Linked DNA regions of Anas platyrhynchos: region 2 is linked to region 1. A link is a contact called in public Hi-C data. All regions are on one chromosome and are shown on one strand. Each heading gives the region's core, a stretch centred on a gene start, on an enhancer-like site or on the middle of the called end of the contact. The rest is flanking DNA. Distances are from core to core; before and after follow the strand shown.

What was found. Hi-C and Micro-C count contacts between places; a contact is called where the count stands out from the background.
Region 2: a contact with region 1 is called in a Hi-C map of subcutaneous adipose tissue, with 2.2 times the contacts expected there. The contact joins the promoter of RAI1 here to the enhancer-like site in region 1. A contact is called at or near these places in 3 of 8 Hi-C or Micro-C datasets (F5 follicle, liver and subcutaneous adipose tissue).

Annotation. Positions count from the first base shown.
Region 1 is chr15:17,035,643-17,042,325 of IASCAAS_PekinDuck_T2T, reverse strand. It overlaps NT5M (5',3'-nucleotidase, mitochondrial), which reads right to left. Exons shown (of 5, transcript XM_005011227.6): 5 at 4,917-6,683. Among named protein-coding and RNA genes, the nearest start is that of NT5M, 9.3 kb to the right of the region's middle. Within about 2 kb of position 3,940, at least 3 of the 8 cell types and tissues checked have an H3K27ac peak or open chromatin away from gene starts, as enhancers often do. A contact at or near this core is called in subcutaneous adipose tissue, where this site is marked.
Region 2 is chr15:17,126,048-17,132,602 of IASCAAS_PekinDuck_T2T, reverse strand. It overlaps RAI1 (retinoic acid induced 1), which reads right to left and starts at 4,870. Exons shown (of 6, transcript XM_072023880.1): 1 at 4,713-4,870.

The sequences.
Region 1 (6,683 bases), core at 2,691-5,190:
CTGCTCTGCCCCATTTTTGGGGACGCTGTGCCGGGCCCTTCTGCGTGGCCAGGGGGTATCAGGATTGTGCAGCACCCCCACGGTGAGCCCGTCTCCCTGCCCACCACCTCCCACCAACATTTTCTGAGCCCAATGCTCACGTTCACCCAAATTACACACAGAGCTAGCAGTCACAAGGCTATTTCTTTGCCTTTTTTTTTTCATTTTTTTCATTTTTTTTTCTCATGAAATTTTCATTTCATGAGAACTGCTGATGGAGAGGAGAGACCTTTCCTGCTGAGCGTGAGCCCAGCCCTTTACGAGACACCGGAGCAGTCACGGAGCCTTGGGCTGCCTGCTTACGGCGCTGCTGGGTTTGTTTTGTTCCGGGCTCGAGATACCGGCCGGAGGAAAAAAAAAACCACTTGCTAAGTGCTGAATTAAAAGGATGATGCAAAACCCGCGGGGTGCCTCGGGTGGGAAACGTGAGCGGCTGGCAGTCGGCAGCCGCGGGGTGCAGGCTGTTTGGAGAACAGGGGGTTCCTGCGATTAGCCCGCTCGCATGACTCAATGCATAACCACCAGTTACACACTACATTTAATCTGGGGTCAAAAGTCACGGATAATTCCAACCACGCAGAAAAAAATGTTTATCGCCCGCTCGCTGGAGCTGTTTGTTTCTGCTGCTCGTTGTTTGGCCCAAACAACCTCAGCAAAACAAATGCGCTCTGGTCCGGGGTCGGGGCTACCTGCGGCAGCTCAGCCTCTGCCTGCATCCCCCAAAAAAGTTTCTCAGTCTCATTTCATCTTGAATATTTGCTGTGAGGGACAAAAAGGATGGTGCAAGGCAAAACCGCCCCTCTGAGGCCCAGTTATTCTGCTGTTTGTGCAGGTGACTGCAGCAGAAGTGCCCTCGGTGCCCCATTGTAGCATGGCTCAGACGCTGCCTCCCTTCAACATGTTTGCTCAGCACCTTCCCCAATTTGGTTTCTGCCCTTTTTTTCCTCCTGGTCCACTTCTTTCCAGCCTGAGCCACGAGCTGCCACTTCAAACCAACCTGGTATCAACAAGGTGTTGGAGGGGACGTTCGGAAAGGCCCTGCCTGGTGAGGTTGATGGAGCAAAGGATCTCAGATCGCTGAAAACACCGAGCAGGGCAAAGGCTTCTGGAGCTCGGAGGCATCACAGACACAAGGACCAGCTCACCCTTGGCTGGGTGTGATGATGCCAGTGGACAACGCGGTGCGATGGTTCCCATTTTCCCAACTAAGAAGAGCAGAGAAGTGATCATCTGCTTAAATCCTCTTTAATTTAATCCTGGGTTGCGTTCAGCACTCCCAGGGCTCTGCTGTTTTCCTAGCTGGTGTGGTGGAGCTCACAGGGAAGCCAGTGGCAGCCAGGGTGCCTGGCCCTGGGAAAAGCTAAAATTGATTAATTTAGGGTGTCCAATGCCTTTTTCTTTAAATATGCCTGCTTTGTGTTATGCACAAAGTACCCCTGCCACGCACGCTGCAAGGTGCTTTTGTCCAAGAATGGATGCTAGGTTTGGGGTTGAGCCGAGGGGCTGGAAATGAGGGAGTTTAAAGCTAGCAAGAGCAGAAGAAAACCACATTTATCTACTCTCGAGCTAATATTGAAGCCTGCAGGCTTCTCACACATGGTGCATTTAAGTTTCCCCCTGCATACAAACTCACCAGCCCTGCAGATGGAAAAGCCTGCTCTGCTATGGCACCGGCAGGTTTTCTCAGTGACTTTTTGGGGTTTGTGGCTTTTTTAATAGCTCTAGGTTTGAAAGCCACTAATGGGGGAATTTTTCCTCCTCTCTAAGCAGAACAGTCCTAGCAGGGCAAGGAGGAAAGGGTCAGATAAGGCTCACAATGATTTTTTTTTTTCCCCTTCTTCAGACAAAAGAGCTCCCAAAGCACCTTGTCCCTGACCCAGCACACCAATTATCTTGCCGAAACCCCTTGCTGAGCTGAGCAGGGCTGGTGCAATTACGTGGATGCTGGAGTGCTTGGCTAAACCACGGCCTCCTGCCTGCTCCCCACAATCTATCCTGGCCCAAAATTAAAAAATAATAATAATAATTCAAAAACTCAGGGCCATTCATGGGGGTCACTGGGCTCCTGGGCCATGTAGGCACCCAGATGGGGGCACTGCAAACACCCACAGCAACGGTGCACAAATGTCCTCCGTGCTTGTGCTGGTGCCTGCAGGAGCCTCCTGCTTGTTTCTCCTCCTCCTCCTGCTCTCTTCCATCACCAAAAAGCCCACAAAGAATTATCCTTCGGCACCATCACCAGGCCTTTCCAAATCAGCCCCAGCCCAGCCACATTTTGGACCCACAACGGCGCGAATGCTCCGGATACCATGGACTTCTACAGTCCCAGATCACCCTTTCTTCACTTTTTTTTTGGGCAGCCCCCGCGTCCCGTCTCCACACCGGCTTGCCTCGTTACGTGCCTGAATTTAATTCCCCTCCATCAGGAGCTGGGCCCAAGCAATTCCATAATAATGAGCTATTCATCCAGAGGGAGGGCACGGATCTAGGTTAATTGGGCTGACAATTGAACCCGAGCCATTCTGGTTTTGCCCAGTTTTCCCCCTTTTTCCCCTCTTCGGCGCAATATCTGCAAAGCTCTCAGCCTCGTTAATTAATAAGGTAACTTCACCCCCAGGGCTGTTTTGTTCTCCCCTCCCTCCTGCAAAGGGCTGGGATAGAAGAAGGAGCAAGAATTAGCTAGCTGGTAACGAAGCAGCCGCTGCCGAGCAGGACAGATCCGGCTCGGTCTGCCGGGGGAGGCAGGCTGTGGTGAGCTGCTGCTGCTGCTCTCCTGGGTTTTGGGGAAACAATGCTGCATGTCGAGGGCAGGTGTTGTATGGGGAACGCTCTGCCTGGCACGTGCAGGAGGTTCGAGGGAGGTGCTGCAAAGCTGGGAGGTGCAGAAAGCAGCTGAGCACACGGGGCTTGCCGGGTGTGGGGTCACCAAAGCTGGGGGGAGATGCAGAAGTGCTCGTGGCTCCTTGGGAATGCGCAACCCTAAATGATCAGGCACTTTTGAAGGTCTTTAAGCCACCAGGAGCATGGGTGGGGTGAGTCTGGGGTGCTGGAGCCCTGCTCCATGCCTCATGTCTTGGTGAGGAAAGCGGGATGCTGCCGGTAGCGCTGCGGGCTCCCGTCTGCCCTCCTGCACTGGGGAACTTTATTCCTCTCCAGAATATGCATCACTCGAGTCTTTATTTACAAATAGAGAGGCAAAACCCATAAATCCTGCCAGGAGGGAAACCGCATCCCGGTGCTGAGGGGCGAGAGGAATCCGTCAGAAAGCTCCCTGCTTCCCCCAGCCCTCACCACCCACAGCTCTGCTCCCAAAACAGGCTCTGGTTTTGGGTTGAGTGGGAGGAAAAGCAAAGTAATGGCCCTTTGTGGGATTTCGGATGAAATCTCAGCCCTGGGAGATCCAGGGGCCTGCAGGGAAGTAGGGTAGAGCTGAGCAGGGAGGCACAGAGCAGGAGGAGAATGGCAACGACGAGGGATGCCGGGGGCTGCATTTTTCCCAGGGATATTTTCCATAGAGACCCTATAGATCCCCAATTCTTCTGACCAACCATTTTTTTAAGCTTTTACCCTTCCGATCTCTCCCCCATCCTCACAGGGAGCGAGCAAGTGGCCGTGGGGAGCCTTGGCTGCCCGTTGGGGTCGGCACATTTCCCCCACACCTCCAGCTGCAGACACATTTCTGGGCACCCCGTGCGCCCCCGGATGAGCTGCCAAAAGGGCACAAAAAGGGCTGCTGAGGTCCTTCCCCACAGCTGGGGGGCCGCAGGGCTGGGCTGCAGGGTTGGGATGAGCAGGGGGCCGCAGGGTTTGGTTGCAGGGGTGGCACAAGCAGGAGGCTGCATGGAGGAGCCCGATCCTGCTCCGAGGCAGCCTGGCAGCTGCGCGCTCCCACACGCGATCGCACAGTCCCCTCTAGTGGATATTCCTCCTGCATCCCGTGGATCTCTCCTGCACGCCCGCTGCTGCTTTGCCCACGATGTGCCTCCAGGCCCTGGCTTCGAGCAGAGAGGCCGGGCACCGTCCTGCTCCCAAATGCAGCGTGGCAGCCCCGCAGGTGTCAAACCCCGTCTGGCTGCCTCCAGGGGCTGAGCCATCGCTGGCTCTGCTCGCTCCCAGCCTGTTTTTTGGGTGACTCAGCCTCCCTCTGTCCCCTGCCCTGGCTTTGTCCCACACCACCCGCAGCCCTTGCGTCAGGGCTGGCCCCTGTGCGACACGGCTGGGCTGACCCCAGCCCCGCAGCCCCCTCTTGGAGTTCTTTGGGCATCGGCCAACAAAGAGTTTAGGAATAATGCAGGCGAGAGCATCGCCTGCTCTGCCCCAGACAGGTCCTACAAGCAGGACCAGAGTGTGCCAAAATGGGCTGGAATGGGGGTGATGTCCTTACAGAGGGGGGCCTGCACCCACACCCTGCACCCAGGCTTCGGGACTATCCGAAATCCCCATAGATTTTGGGTGATGACCCAATTCAGCCCCCATTATGTTCGGGGTGCTGTCATTGCTCTTGACATCCTTTCCTCTCTGTGCTGCTCTGCCCCACGGCCACATTCACCTCCTGGGGGTGTTTGGGGGTCTCTGATGCAGCCCCTGCCTGTGGAGAGGACACCAAAGCTCCTTGGCAGGGGGCTGCAGCTCCCCCCTGCTCTGGGGAGGTGCCACTTGCAGGTCCCCGCACCTCGCTCCATCCCTTGCTGGGGAACTCGTCCCCAGTGCCACCACCACAAGGGCAGCCCCAAAACGTAGCCACAAGGGCAGAGAGGTGCTTGTTCCCCTAACCACCCCCCTGGGCACATTTTTGGGACCGTGGTGGCATTTGGAGGGTGCATACCCAAAGGCAGCTGTGCCCCCAGAGCCCACCGCCCCGCAGAGAAAGGCTGAGCCAGTGGCACAGAAAAATTTATTGTGCGTCTCCTTTGCAGCGTGGCAATGGGAACATGCATCTTTTTGTAGCCTGAACAGAGGAAAAGCCCCAAATCTCCGCTTTTTGGTTAACCCTGAGAGTGCCAGGGGCATGCACTGTGCCTGAGCTCCAGCAGGATTTCCTCTCCAGCTCACGGGTGTCACAGCAGAGCACAGAAAGACACAGCCCAGCCCTGATGTGAATGCCCCATCCTCCCTGCAGGCCCCCAGCATCGGGGTTTGGGCTCAGAAATGCACATTTCGGGCACGAGCCGTACCACGATTGTCCTTGCCGTGGCTTCTCAGCGGGGTCCGAGCTGTGGCAGGATTGGGCTCGCCGGTGAAGGGGCGAAATTAAGGAGTTCTTGCAGCCGTCGAACGCAGGGGTCCGAGCTGGAGGAGGAAATTCAAACTGTCCTTAAAGCTGGACGTGGCAGTGAGCTACTGCCAGGAGAAAACAAACAAACAAACGAGAACAACAAGAACAACAACAAGAGGGGAAAAAACAACTCCCATGCTTCGTCCCAGCGTCAGTGCTCGTTTCCTCTGTGCCACGCTGATCCCGGAGGAGGGCACAGGAGGCCGTTCCCTGCCTGCAGCATCCCCCCCAGCACTAAAATTGCCCCTGGGCTCTCGTTCTGCCCACGGGGACTCTGTAATGGCATTATTATTGTGCTGGGAGGGCTGCTTTCAGGCTTTCTGGCCCCGAGGATTCCCCAGCCCCAGGTGCAGCCCTCCCCAGCTCCCCCACGCAGAAGGCAGAGCCTCGGGTGGGGAAACTGCAAAACCCAAACTGCGTTTCTGGGAAGCCAGATGCCAATAAACCCCGGTGTTTATTGCAGTGCTCCTCGGCAGCCTCTGTTTTATGGATGTGCGTTTAAAAATAAAAGCTCTGTGCGTCCCAACTGGCTGCAGAACGGCTCAAGCACTAAAAGGACCACGCGGCTGGGGGATGGAAAGTCATGTTGTGGCCCCAACAGGACGGCGACCAAGTGGGATTTCTGTGAGCCTCATACAGGGAGAAATTCCTGCCCTGCTTTCAAGTATATTTGGTGTGATTCCATGTGGTCTCTCTGGCATCACACGTCCCACCAAAGGGGAAAGATCTGGACCTGGAAAGCTGCATACCTTGGGTCCACCACAGCTCTGGGGAGAGATGTGGGGTTTGGGGCAGCCGTAGCAACGTGGCAGCTCCATTTCAGCTCGAGGACGGGTTGGGAAATGGCTCTGGAGAGCTTGGGGAGCTCTTATTTAAATGGTGCCACGAGGGACAAGCTGAACTCGGAGCCCATGCAATGCCACGTGTGATGCTTGGCAGCCGCAGCAGCTCCTCAGGAGCAGCCCAAAGTGGTTTAAACAGGATTAAAAAAAAGTTAAATCCTTGCAGTTCGTCACTCCTAGACCACAGGATCTTTACACAACCTCCCCATCCCAGGAGACGGGGCAGCTTTCAGAGAGAGCTGAGGCAATTCGGGCTTCACCCCTGGCCCGCAGCAGCTGGGGAAGGCACGGATTTGGAAGCACCGACTTCGAGAGCCCCTCTGAGTCCCAGGCGTGGTGGGGCAACTGCTGCTGCTGAAATGTGCTGTTTGTTGGCTGCGTGGCTTTCAGCTCACATTGGTTTTTTTGCTGACGGGGCCAAAAGGAGAGAGGAGAGGGAAGCCAAAGGCTTGGTGAGCAGCACACGGGGTGGCTGACCCATGCCACATATCCCAGAGGGGAGTTTTATCCCCATGGTCAGCAAGTCC
Region 2 (6,555 bases), core at 3,621-6,120, 89 kb before region 1:
CTCTGTCCGGCGGCTCCTCCTGCCATCCTCCCCCCAGAAAAAAGGGGAAAACGGGGCTGCTGCTGCTGCTTGTGAGCGTCCAGAGGAACAAAACCCAGGAGGGGGCTTCCTTTTTCTATGGCAGGCTTGAAAGAGCAGCCCCCTGTGTGGGGCAGGAGCGGGATGCAGAGACGAGGGAGGAACGTGGTTAACAAAAGCAAGCCCAGGCCAAGGGGAAGATTCCTCTCCTGACTCCAAAGCTGGCCGCAAGGAGCCCGCTGCCATCCTTCATCCCATCCCTTGCTGGACTCCCCAAAATCTGCGATCCAGGCGGGATGGCGTTGACTCACGGTGACCACGGAGAGCAGAAACGCCGGAGCAGCGACCCCAAAACGATCGCCAGCATCGGAGCCACGTCTTCAGAGCAGGTCCCCAAGCCAAGAGACCCGGGGAAACCCTTGGTCCATCCGGGCTGGAGGCGACCCCAGCCTTGCCAGCCGCGGTGACGGGGTGGGGATGCTCTGTCCCAAAGCACAAATCCCTTGCAGCCACGTGGCTGTTTGGTGCCGAGGACCGGAGGGGAGGTTTTGCCTCCCTTCCTCGCAGGAGGAGAGCCTCGAAGGGGGCAGCGTGGTTCATATCCAGCTCATAAGCCTCTCAGAGCTCAGGCTCGAGGACTGAGATTCACTCAATTAATTTTGCTTTGGCAAAAAGTCCATTTTTATTGCTATTTCATGCCTTCAGTATAGATTTTCCCTGCTCGTCTCAAAGGGATAATAAAACCCGACTCGTTCTTTTTATAAAAGTCTCACACTCCCTCTCTCACCAGGCTCTGTGTTCCCCAGCTAGAGATGTAAATTTAAAGGGGAAATGCTGTCACTTAAAACAAAACAAACCCAAAAAAAGCAACTCAGAAAGCCGGGCTTTGAGCATATTCCAGCTCTCAAAAACTAGGCCGTGCAACCGAAGCAAAACCCAGCAGCAGAGCGGGCTCCGGATGCGATCCCGGACCCCCAGCGCCTGCACCTGCCTCCCCCCCCTCTGCCCTGTTGGTGCCCAGGGAAAATCCCAAACCTGTGCGGTGCTGAGCAGGGAAAACGTGGGTTCTGAGCGTGTTTCCAGGTGTGCAAAAAGCCCTGACACCCGCCCCAGCTTGGGCGCATCCTGCCCGGTCTCCAGAAGGGTTTATCCACGGAGCATCCCCGTGTGAATAAGGGAAACCCTAATTCCTCTGCCCCGTGGGGACAGGACATGAGTGGAAACCAGGCAGTGTCGCTGCAATCGGTCACCAGTGAGTGGCAGCCACCCCTTGGGGACAGGGCAGCGTCCCCAGCACCGCTCTGTGGGAGCAGCTCAGACCCACATATCCACCAGGACGGGCTCAGGCTGTTCCCTCCTGCTCCGGCCGCGCGTCTGAGCCGGTGACGTGCACAAATCCGCCGTCTCCGGGACTTTCCTTGCCTGGCTGGAAACCAGGAGCGCATCCAAAACGGAGCAAGAGGAGATGTGCACGTGCCTGCGCGCTGCCAGCCGCCGTGCCACCGCCGCAGCAGCCGAGCCCTCGGCCGCACGTGCAAATGTTTCTTCTTCTCCCCTTCCTCCTCCCTGCACCCGCGCCCTCGGCACGCCCCGGCCGCGGTGAGCTCAGCGCCCTGCCTGCGTCTGCAGCGCCCACGGCGAGAGGAAACCCGCAGCTCGCCCTGTTCCTGCAGGTGTGCCTCCAACCGCCGAGGGGCTCGGGGCAACTCGTGCAAGGGACGGGGAGGAGAGGAAAAGAAGAGGGTGAGGAAACCCCCGGCGATGCCGCGCTCGCCGGCTAACCGATGGCCCCGTCGCCTCCGGGCGCAGCGCGCCGTGCCCCCGGCTCCATCGGTTAAACCGAAGCCGTGCCGCGCTTCCTCTGATGGCAGCACCAACCGTCCTTCCCCGCCGCAAGCTGCCGAGCCCCAAAATAATTCTGCAGCCCTGCCAGGGCCGCGCTCCGACAGCTCCCGTGTCGCAGGAGCAGGCAGCCGGAGGGGGCCTTACGCTCTCCTGCAGAGCCCTCGCCAGAGCTGGCCCTCCAGGCTGGAAAATCCTTCGCGAGCTGTGACAACCTCCGCAGCTCAGGAAGAGGCGAGAGATGATTAAGGCTGGCTGAAATCTCGCAGGACCCTGCCGGCTGAGAGGCCCCCCCTGTGCACGAGAGAGAAACACCCCGGGGCTGCTCCTCGCAACCTGCGCCTCCCCCTCACCTTCGCACGGGGCCGGGCACGGAGCAAGGCCAGGAACCAGGTCACCGCCGCCCGTTTCCAGGCAGCAAAGGTTTGGAAGAGCAGAGGATCATTTAGCAGAGCGCCAGCGAAGGTTCAGAGCAGAGCCTTCAAATTACACGCTACAGAGCACTTTCCCTGCCTAAAAGGTCTCTGAAATGACTGTGGCGGCTCGGAAACGCAGCGCTCTGCGTGCAATCGTTCCCTGGGGCTTGCAGAGGAGACGGAGCTGGGAAAGGGGAGAGGTGGGACCGCGGTGCCCGGCACGGGCAGCCCCTCCAGCAGCCGAGGACACGCTGCTGCTCCTGGGCACCCAGCACGGCCCCGCGCCGCTTCCCTAAAGCTCCCCGGCAGTTTCTACTGGTCGTGCTATTTTTTGTTATTGTTGTGCTTTTTTTTTTTTTTTTTTTTCCCTTTCTCATTTCTCACTTCCTGCCTTGAACTTCACACAGCTCCCCGGCCCCGGAGCTGCTGTTCAGGGCTTTTGGTGACCCCCAGCACCACGCACAGCCCCCCACGGAGCCCCCCCAGCACCACCAGTGCGCTCACCAGGCCTCCAGGTGATGCCACGGGGCTCAGACCTGATGTATGCCGGGGGGAGAGCAGGGAGCAGAGAGCGCTCAGGGGGAACCTGTCCTCTCCATTTCCCTTCCCATCCTTCTCCAGCCCGTCCCCCAGCAGCTCGAGCTCCATTTTCACCAGGCGGTGACAGCCACCAGCAGACCCGCTCTGAGCGCGCAGCCCCGGGGCACCACACGCAGCCAGCCCCCGCCTCGCCACCCGCGTGTCCCCTCATCCTCTCTCACGGGTGACAGCTCCCACATCCGCAGAGCCACCAGCACGGTGCTGCTCAGCCACCCGGGGTGAGCTGCCACCCCAGGAAAGGCGGCTGCAGCGTCCCACAGCCCTTTGGGATGCCCTGCAAAGTCCCAGCACCCGGTGAGGAAACTCCTGGAGCCTCCAGCAGGCTCCGGTGATGCCCAGAAGCTGGAGGCGAGCTGGGAGAGCCCTCCAAAGGTGCTGGCACCACCAGAGCCGCCCTCCCTTCGCCTCGCACATGCAAAACCCTCACTGTTGTTTTGGGGAGGGCAAAAAACCACCGCTTGGGGAGGTCACCAGAGGACAGGCAGCCTGGGGACCGCTCGCCGCCAAGGGGAGCGCAGGCAGGAACCGGTGGCCACAAGAAGCCTTCGCCAAGCCAAATCTGCTCACATCTAAGGGCCGGCACCATGCTCGGTGAAAGGCGGCGGGGAGCGAGCGCGCACCCCAGCAGCTCCCCGCTCTGACGTCAATGAAAACCTCCGGCAGGTCCGCGACGTCAGCCGCGACGCATCGCGACCGGCCCCAGAGCCCTCGAGGTGCCAACCCCCTAGAACTGGGGGGTCCACGGCTCCCTCTGGACCCCCAGCTGGGAGAGCACCCAGGGGGGTGAATGCTTGCAGGGGGTGGTGGCAAAAGGGTGGGCACGGGGGCAATTGCAGCTGAAAGGCAGCTCCAGCAGAAAGATCTCCGGGGGGGCGCAGGGGTCTCAGCCCACCTTGATGCAGGGGGGCTTCAAATGCACAAAGTTGCATCCTCCTGAGCTGGAGGATGCTGCTGGGGGGGGGGCACGGGGAGCCTAATTGCTCCTCCACAGCCTGGGGGGAGGCAGTGAGAGGTTCCCTGGCCCCTGTGCCATCACCGAGCTCCAGCCAAGCTTGTGCCTGGGGAGAGGGGGGGTCCAGAACGGGAGGCGGTTGCAAATGCAAAGCACGGCACGCGCAGCGCAATGGGAGCACAGCCTGAATGCAGCGCAGGGGCCGCGGGGATGGAAAGGGAAAGAGGAAGGGGAAAGGGAAAGAGAAAGGGAAGAGAAAGGAGAGGGAAGGGAAGGGAAGGGAAGGGAAGGGAAGGGAAGGGAAGGGAAGGGAAGGGAAGGGAAGGGAAGGGAAGGGAAGGGAAGGGAAGGGAAGGGAAGGGAAGGGAAGGGAAGGGAAGGGAAGGGAAGGGAAGGGAAGGGAAGGGAAGGGAAGGGAGGGGAAGGGAAGGGAGGGGAAGGGAAGGGAAGGGAAGGGAAGGGAAGGGAAGGGAAGGGAAGGGAAGGGAAGGGAAGGGAAGGGAAGGGAAGGGAAGGGAAGGGAAGGGAAGGGAAGGGAAGGGAAGGGAAGGGGCTGCAGCACACACCACCGGTGCCACCGCGGCTCCAGCAGCAGCAGCACGGCCGCAGCCGCCAGCGCGGTGCAATCGCAACGCGACGCCCCCCGGCTCGCCGCCCCGCGCCTGTCACCCCCCCTTCCCCTTCCTTCCCTTTTCCCTTCCCCTTCCCTTTTTCCCCTTCCCCTCCCCAAACCTCCCTCTCTATCCCGGGCCCTCCCCGGGCGGCGCTCCCGGTGCGCAACGGCCCTGCCGGCGGAGCGCATTAAAAAAAAAAACCCTTTTCCTCCCCGGTGACCCCCCCACGGTTCCTCCCCGGTCCCCCCCCCGGCTGCAGCAGCCTCTTACCGGGCGGGCCGTGCCCCGCTGCGTCTCAGCGGCGGCGCTGGGCGGGGGTGGCCCCGGCGGCCATCCCCGGGCGGCCGCGCCGCTGTCCGCCGCCGTGCGAGCCGCCTCGGCGGTGTCAGCGGGCGGGAGCCCCGCGCGGCGCCGGGAGGGAGGGGAGGAAAGTCGGGGGCATGACCGAGCGCCGTCGGAAGTGCATTCGTTGCCCGTCGCCCTCCCCGCGACGGCGGCGACATCTGCCGGCGGGGAGCGCGCACCGCGAGGCGCGCACCGGGCTGCGCGCAAAAAAAAAAAAAGGGGGTGAGGGGGGCGCGGCGCAGGGAATCGCGGGGTAGAAAGGGGGGAGGGAGGGGTGCTGGGCATCGTGGGGTGGGTGTGGGGTGATGGGGGGGTGGGGGGTGAGGGGGATCGGGAATCGCGGGGGGGGTGTGGGGTGATGGGGGTGAGGGGTACTGGGTATCACCAAGTGCGCGCGGTGCACGGGGGGTGATGGGCAGCGGGTACCGGGCATTGTCGGCTGGATATGATGTGGTGGGGGTGATGGGGACTGGGTACTGGGCATCGCCGGCTGGATATGGTGTGCTGGGGGTGATGGGCACTGGGTACTGGGCATTGCTGGGTGCCCTCGGGGTGCTGGGGGTGATGGGCACCATGTACCAGGCATCGCCGGCTGGATACGGTGTGCTGGGGGTGAGGGGTACCGGGTACCGGGCATCACCAGCTGCACCTGGAGCACTGGGGGTGATGGGCACGAGGTACTGGGCATCACCAGCCATGCACCACGCTCGGGGTACCCCCGGCCACACGTTGGGTGTGATGGGCACTGGGTATTGCCAAACACACACCGGGTATCGTACGCCAGGCACGCAGCACTGGCTGCCATGCACTGGGTACCCACAGCATGGTGGGTATGGGTACTGGGTGGCACTTACTGGGCTGCATGCAGCAGGAACTGGTGCCAGGCACAGCAGGGGGGAGCGCACTGAGCACCGGGGACCAAGCACCAGATCCTGCAGCAAGGTTTAGGTCTGGATTTGGAGCTGGGTCTGTGCCTGGGTTTGGATTCACGTTTGGTTGAGGGTTGGGCAACGCGTGGATCTGCACTTGGATCAGGGTCTGGGTTTGGATTGGGATTTTGGATCCATGTCTGGATCTGCACTCAGAGTGGGATTCAGCTCCTCATCCAGATCTGCTTCTGCATCTGAATCTGGAACATGCATCCTTCACAAAAACACAGAGGTGGCACTTCTGACACCCCCCCAAGCACCCTGCAGCAGCCCCACAGGTGCACTGAGCACCACCACGCCACGGGGCGCTCACCTGCTTCCTGGTGAGGGTTTGTGCACCGTGTCCCGAGCACCACGGGGACCTCCATGGAGGATCTGGGGGCTGCAGCAGCCATGGCAGGAGCCTTGGGGAGGGACAAGATGGCACCGGTCCCACTCGCCTTGGACGGTCACCAGCCATGCGTCTGGGGCTGAACGTGCTCCAAGGAGGGGCCGGGGTCAGGGAGGGGGATGAGTGCAGGAAACATATTAAGTGAGGAAAATTGGCTGCAGGCAGCACTGCTGCCTAGTGCTTACTTGGTATTTTCCTCTCCGTCAGGTGTCTGCTATAAGCCCTTTCTGGGTAGCGCTTGCAGCTGGTTAACTGTTTGTGCTGCAGAGGGGCCGCCAGCCTCCAGCACCCGCTCTGCACCAAGCAGGGGGGCACCCAGCACCCCCCCACCGTGCTTGTGGCCCCTGGAGCTCACGCCCGGGTTCGGCCCCAGCAGCTCGTGCAGGTATTTTAACAGGGAGCTCCTGGGCTCTTTCAGCCCAGCTGCTAATTTGTAATCCCGTTCTCC